2 separate regions of the Ovis aries genome follow, and region 2 is linked to region 1. A link is a contact called in public Hi-C data. All regions are on one chromosome and are shown on one strand. Each heading gives the region's core, a stretch centred on a gene start, on an enhancer-like site or on the middle of the called end of the contact. The rest is flanking DNA. Distances are from core to core; before and after follow the strand shown.

Region 1 (3,354 bases), core at 842-3,341:
CTTCCACCAAAGACCGAAGTACCCCTGGGAACAGAATCCCATATATCAGTCCTGAATGTGTTGTCTAAGTTAATGTCCAAGAAACACCTAGAAGTCGGACTTAGAGTTTCTGAGTCCAACTTAGAAATATTCCCTAGTACCACTGCTCTAAGGATAAAAAAAAGAGGAATATGTTTTGCCTCCTAGAATGTACCTGTCATCTCTATAAATCTCTACCTTCCTCTCCTTAACTTAAAAAAGCCAACACTCCCTTCCCTCCTTTATATAGTGTGACAGCTAGGTATGCATCACCTGTCTCCTAAGGCAAGGGAGACTTTCCAAAGATGATACTTGTGGTATGGTAGGAGATTTATGAACTTCAAGGGCATTCTCACCAAGATATCCAACACATGCAAAGGAGACTGGAGGAAATTTATAGGCACCAGGGACAAGAAGGTAGACATACAATTGCTGACTCTAAGCTGATGCATTGTTAAATGCTACTTTCTTCCTTTCCCAGACACCCCAATTAGGAGGTGTTAGTAATCTCAATTTATGTAGACTTATTTCTTCAAATAACAAGTCAAGAAGACTTAACCTTGGTCCCTGGGCTCAAAGAAGTATGTGACCCAAAAGAGTTTCAAACTGGTACTGGGAATCACAGGTGCCTCAGAAGTTATAAACTGCAAGAGGGAAAATTTTTTTTCCTGATTTAAACCACTACATATCCATTGTGTTACAAAGCATTTATTCTGTTCACCCATACCCTCTCCATGGTCCATCCTGGACTTCAGATTTTATTTTTGTGATCCAAGTTTTGGTGATTTTTTGAAAGTATGAAAAACTCAGATTTTCAGTCACAGGATCAAAAGCATCCTAAATGCCTGTCTTTACTGTCAGAACCATTTAAAAGCCCAAAGACAAACATTTTGTGTCCTCTAACTGGGTTTTAAATTGTAAAGAGAGAAAATAGAAAGCGAGACATCTGTAGAGAGTGGCAGGCAGCTGCTGAGAAAGTCAAGAGCACAATCTTATTAAGGATGACTTACGAGATTCTAACTTCAGACCCCCTTTAACAGCACTATTCATAGGTTTGACTGGCTGGGGTGAGAAGGACCTCAAAACACTCCCACAGTTGTGAAACACCTAAGATCAAATTAGACGACTAACTAAAGCCAACCCCGCAGATTGGAGGTACAATGAACAACTTCAAGAACAGTCAAACAAGAGTTATGGGGTGCTCTCTAATAGTCCCTGAGTTGGCCCTAGAGTAGAAGGCGGCCTCCACCAGGGAAGGAGTTGAAGTAAAGAACGAAGGACTACAGCAAAGCACGTGGTAGGCAAGCTGGTGTCAGGGACACAGCGGAGGAAGGTAGCCGGCGAGCCGCAGGGGACCTGGCAACACGTGCGGGCCAGGCTCCTGACGGCGGGGAGCCGCGACAAAATAGAAGCGCTTCATTTTCGAGGTGGTCTCGCTGCCACCAATATCAGAGGCAGAAATCTGAACTGAAGGGTGAGGAACAGGAGGTACACCTCGCCTCCTTACCAACGGCCTAGGGTCGGGGCTGGCCAGGGGCCCAGCTCTGCTCTTCTCCCAGCCGCCCTGCCGACCGTCCGCCAGAATCTCCAGAGACTCCAGCCCAGGCCCAGCCTCTCGGGTCCCAGGCGCGACACGGAGCCTGCCCACCACGCCACCTCCAGCAGACCTGAACTGGGCCCTCACTAACCCACACTGCGTGACCCCACCACTCCAGCTCTCAGGAGCCAACCCATCACCGTCTCCCTTGATTCTCCCTCCCAGCCTCAATATTCGGACCCCTGAGGCCGCACTCACGGTTAGCAATGTCGCCCCCCATCTTATACTTGGTCACGACCAGGTCCTCGGCGATAGTTTGCTCCTGTTGCTCGTCCTCGCCCGACATCTTCCCACCACCACCGCAGCCTCGTTTCTCTTGAGCCGCCGCCTCTGTCGCCCTTCTCAGCCACAAGCTGTGGTCAGAAACCCCTTCGATCCGAGAACAGACCGCGAGCAAAAGCGCGAGCAAGCTAGGGAGCGGGAGGGCAGGCGAGAGCGAGAAACTGCGAACGCGCGGGCTGAGGCGCAGGGCACGCTGGGACAATGAGTCCCTCCTACTGCCAACCCCTAGCCGCCCTCGTGGACTACTGAACTACAATCCCCAGCATGCTTTTCGCGCCCCTAAGCCAGGCCCTGGGGCCTTGCCCTCCGAGAGCCTCGCACGCTGGAATCGCCGAGCACGCTGGGAAGGGTCAGGCTCCGGCGGGAAGGCGGAGCCGTTGGAAAGCACGAGGAGAAGCGTGGTTTCTCCCTGAAAAACCATATACACCAGGAACGACGAGAGATAACCCGTAATAGAGAGGGGCGGGGTAAGGGGGAGGGGCGGAGCTACGGCAGCGAAATAGGTTTGGAGGCTGAGGGGCGGGGTGGAGCCGAGGCGAGTCGGGAGGATCGTAATAAGGGTGGGGAGGTGGGATACGCCCTTCCCTGAGTCCCTGGAGCGGCCGGCAAGACCGGCCGGGCCAGTCCTCTTGTCCTCAGGTGCTGGGAGAACCGGGAGGGGCAGAGCAGGTATGGAAAAAGATCGGGAGGGAGTCCGGGAAGCAGGGGCTGCTTGGGCAGCCAGATTTCTGAGCGATTATCCCGATCTAAAGACCGGACTCCCACTGAAGATGGCACTGTTGTTCTAACAAGCTTTGATGGCCATCTGGGGGAAGTGTTCACGGAGACTTTTTTTTTAAGAGAATGAGTTTTAAAACATGAATTTCAGTATTCTACCTCTTAGGACTTTTTCTAACGTCCCTGAACGCGTTGTTTTGTTATTCCCAGTTGGTTGCCCTATAGAGATTTAATAGTAAAACCCTAAAATGAAAAGGACTGTGCTCTATGCTCGTCTTAAGGGAATAAGGAAAAGTAGGGATGGAGAAAGCGACATGGGGCCCAGTAGGATTGTCAAGAGACAGAAGCATCCACTGCTGAGAGACAGGGAAAAAGAGTGTTCTATCTCATACACTTTGACAGGTTTTCATTTGACAGACAGAAAGCTGCAAAACTTTGGCATTTTTATTCAGACGTATAAAAACAAAACAAAAAATTTCAGGGATAAAAACAGATACCCCAGTTTCCCATCCAAAGGGACAGAGGTCTGAAGCTGGGTCCTCTTTCTATCCCTACTGGAAGCTTCCCACGACTGGATGAGAATAGCTCCTGAAAGTGGCTCTTGGGACCCCCGTGAATCTGTCCCTTGGGTGGAGCTCATATACAGCACATGTAGGCTACGGTTTACACAGAGATGTCCAGTTATTTTTCCTTCTGACCACCCCCTTCCACTTCTAGGATAAGAGGTCAGGGTGAAGGAG
Region 2 (3,469 bases), core at 827-3,326, 280 kb after region 1:
AGCGATCTCTGGGCTCTGGCCTATTGGTTAAGAGATGCTAGGGATAGAATGAGCAAGGGGAAGTCCACAGCTCCATCCCTCACACTCGAAATCCTCACACACCCGCACCGCATAGACCAAAGTATCTCTTTCCTCCATACCCTTCATCTTCTTCCAGCAAACTCTTCTTCAGAATTCCTCAACCACTCTTGTTTCTAACTTGATTTCTAACCCCCATCTCTGCTCTCAGTCAGTCTGACCATTGCTTGTATAAAAGCAGAACCTTAAGAACAGAAGGGAGACTGAGGAACTCAAGACCAGATCCTAGACCTTCCCACCCCCACCCCAGGATAGTTTCCTAGTCCCTTGAGTGTGCTTTTCTTTACAGCCCTAACCAAGTACTGTGGCCTTAGGGTCACAGAAAAACTGGTGGCAGTGTTGGGCACTCAGCCTCCCAGAGGCACACCTGGGTTCCTGTGCCTCTCCCTTGGGGGTGGGCTGCTAGGACTCCCCTCAGCCCTCAGCTTTTTATGACCCATTTGCCAATAAACCAGTCTCCCCCTCTTCTGTTCAGAGCCATAAAACCAGTTGGTGGGGAGGGGGGCGACTTTGCCAAACCACAAGGGAATGAGGGGATCTGGTTCCCAGCAGTTGCTGGGGGTGGGGTGGGTGGGGGGAACACCTCAGTGCGAGGAGGGGGAAAGGGCATCATTTGACCTTAGGGAGAGCTGGGGGGGTTGCAGGGGGTGGGGTTGGGGGGGCAGTGTTGGCCTGGATTTTCCAGGCCATAAAATTTCAAAGCAGCTCAAGTCTATTAACATGTTCATCTTACGTTTGGCCAGGGACTAGGATGCCTGGGTTCCCCTCCCTCCTACCAAATTTTTTTTCCTCCCTCAGTCTTTCTCTCGCTCCTCAAGCCTGGTTGCGGCTAGAGGCGGGTGAATATAAGATACAACATTAAGGTCTGAGTTGCCAAATGGGTGCCCTTAGCCCCAGCGCCATGGAGTTGAGTTCTCTGAGCTCTGTTAGTACCAAGAAGGCACGGCTTTCTCGGCCCCTGGGGAGAGCCGGTGTCAGAAGGGCTCCCGGTGGAATGGGTGCCGGCTGGGTGCCTGCTGGGCCCTGGCTGAGATACAGGGCTCGGGATCTCATTCCTGGGAGGCGGAAAGGAGCCCTAGGTTTTCGGCAGCCCGAGGGGCGCGTTGCAAAGCCCAAGGTGTACGGGGCGGTGAGTCGGTGCCAGGTCCATTGAGAGGCGGAGAGCACGGCAGCCTGGCTGGGACTGCGCGAGTCCCGGAGCCTGCCGATTCTGTTCTCCAGCCTCTCCACCAGGACCCTTCAGGATGAGTTGCCGCCCCCTCCCCTCCGCTACAGAATCCCCACAACACGGGTGCGAGGCGGTATCTCGCAACCCTTTCCGTTTGCCCCCTCACCTCCGGCAGCGGGGCGGGCACACAATTCCGCAGCCCATCTCCACAGCTCGGAAAACTTGTGGAGCAGCCCCCGCCCCCCCATCCATCAAGTTTTCGCAGAAAAGGGTTTCCGGCCGGAGTGACCCGGAGCGCCCCGCTTCGGAGCCGGAGGCGCTCACTTTCTCGGAGCCGGAGCGGGAACCAGCACCCCACCGCTCCTACCCCGCCGCCCACTTACTCTCCTGGGCCATGCTAATGACAGTCTCGGTGGTGGCGTGGTACTCGTCCTCCTCCAGGAAGTCCTCGGGCTGCAGCGCGTCGCCCTGGAAGTCGTGCAGGTCCAGGATCTGCTGCAGCGGCGGCGCCTTGGGCAGCAGCTGCTTCACCACCTCGCGGCTGATGTTGGGCGCCTCCTTGAGCCGCAGTTTGCTCAAGATCTGCGACTTGATGCTCTCCAGGCGCAGCTCGCGGCTGTGCTGCCGCCACACGCACACGGGGCAGCCGTCGGGCTCGGGAGCCACGGACGGGGCCGGCCGGCTCGAGCGCTCCCCCCCGGCCCCCGCCGCCGCCGCCGCCGCCGCCGCCGCCGCCGCCGCCGCGGGGCCCTCGGCCGCCTCCCCCCGGGGCCGCAGCTCCAGGGCGAGGAGCAGGAAGCCCAGCAGCAGCGGGGCCGCGAGCACCATGCTGGAGGGGAGGGGAGGGAGGACTGGGGGGCGGGGACGCCGGAGTCCCGCGGGGAGGGGGCGGAGGGAGGGGGAGGAGGGGGTCCGGGCGGCGTGGGGATTGGGGGCTGCCCGGCCGAGGGGGAGCCGGGGGGGCCGGGGGCGGCGGGCGCGCGGGCGGGGCGGGCGGGCGGCCGGGGCGGGCGGCTGGGGGGGCCCGAGCCCGGGCCAGGCCCTTTATAGCCCCGGCCCCCGTGTCGTCAGCGGCCGCGATTGGCTGCGGAGCCAACAAAAGAGGCAGCGCTGTCATCCGAGGCGAGAGAGGGAGCCGGAGAGAGCCGAGGAAAAGAGAGGGAGGGAGCGAGGACTCAGAGAGAGGCAGACAGAGATCCTAGGGTGAGGGAGAGGAAGGGAGAGAAAGTCAGAGTCAGAGCGACCAAGGGGATCCTGAGAGATAAAGGGGGGAAGTGGACACCGATCAAGGGCACAAAGATAGAGCAGGAGGAAGAGATGAGAGAGACAAAGGCAGGGGTAAGAGGGTCTGGGGAGGGGGAAGACACTGGGAGGAGAGACTTAACTAGAGAGACAGAGAAGGAAAGTGACAGGCATAACGAGTGGGGGACTTAGAGAAGACAGGGCAGAGAGCCACCAGGGAGGAGAGGGGGTATGGCCAGACCACAGGAATTGAGGGGTGCACAGACATGGGAGCAGGACCAGAAGCCCGGGAATGAGAGAGGGAATGAAATCTGGAGGAGGAAGGCGGCACGGGCAGAGACTGGGAGATACCAAGGGAGCCCCACAGAGGAAGCAGACGCGGAGAATCAGAGGAAAACGGAGATGGGAAGACAGCCCAGCAGTGAGAGTCAGCTTTGGTGGGAGCACTGAGAGTTCAGGGGGAGGCAGTGGAGAATTTGAGCCCAGAGGAGCCCCAGCTATGAGAAGGACCCCAGGATCAGAAAGGGGCCTGGAGAGAAGCTTCAGGCTGGTCTCCTCAGGGGGATCAAGAGATGGGAGAACTGGACATGGAGGTTAGCAAGGGAGGCTAGGAGAAAAAGAGACTAGGGCCAACCTGAGAAGGTGGAGAGCTGGTGGGAAGTCCTGAGACCAGAGGAAGACTTGGAGCCAGGAAGAATGTGAATGTGAAATTGAGGCTTGATTCACTGATAAAGGAGTCAGTAGGCTGGAAAAGGCAGGGACTGGGGACCACTGCTGGAGGAGTGAGAGGAAGCAGCGCCAGAGACCACTGTGCTTGCAGAGCAATCGGGATCTCTGGATTCCCAGGTGTAGTTTTGGATCTGGCAGGGTTCAGAAGTCTGAGAAGGGGCTTGTAGTTGTAGGGGCGAGGATGAGAGAGAGATCTGTCCTCAGAGACCTCAGTTGGAGAAAGTGAAGTCCCCAGGGGAGACACCCAGATAT

The links. Hi-C and Micro-C count contacts between places; a contact is called where the count stands out from the background.
Region 2: a Hi-C map of muscle shows a contact between it and region 1, with 5 times the contacts expected there. The contact joins the promoter of GDF11 here to the promoter of PA2G4 in region 1. A contact is called at or near these places in 2 of 16 Hi-C or Micro-C datasets (muscle and skin fibroblasts).

Annotation. Positions count from the first base shown.
Region 1 is chr3:163,431,336-163,434,689 of ARS-UI_Ramb_v3.0, forward strand. It overlaps PA2G4 (proliferation-associated 2G4), which reads right to left and starts at 2,092. Exons shown (of 15, transcript XM_060412992.1): 1 at 1,814-2,092; 2 at 1-24. The coding sequence starts at 1,901. It overlaps ERBB3 (erb-b2 receptor tyrosine kinase 3), which reads right to left. Exons shown (of 28, transcript XM_027967607.2): 28 at 3,041-3,354.
Region 2 is chr3:163,716,123-163,719,591 of ARS-UI_Ramb_v3.0, forward strand. It overlaps GDF11 (growth differentiation factor 11), which reads right to left and starts at 2,077. Exons shown (of 3, transcript XM_012176070.5): 1 at 1,630-2,077. The coding sequence starts at 2,074.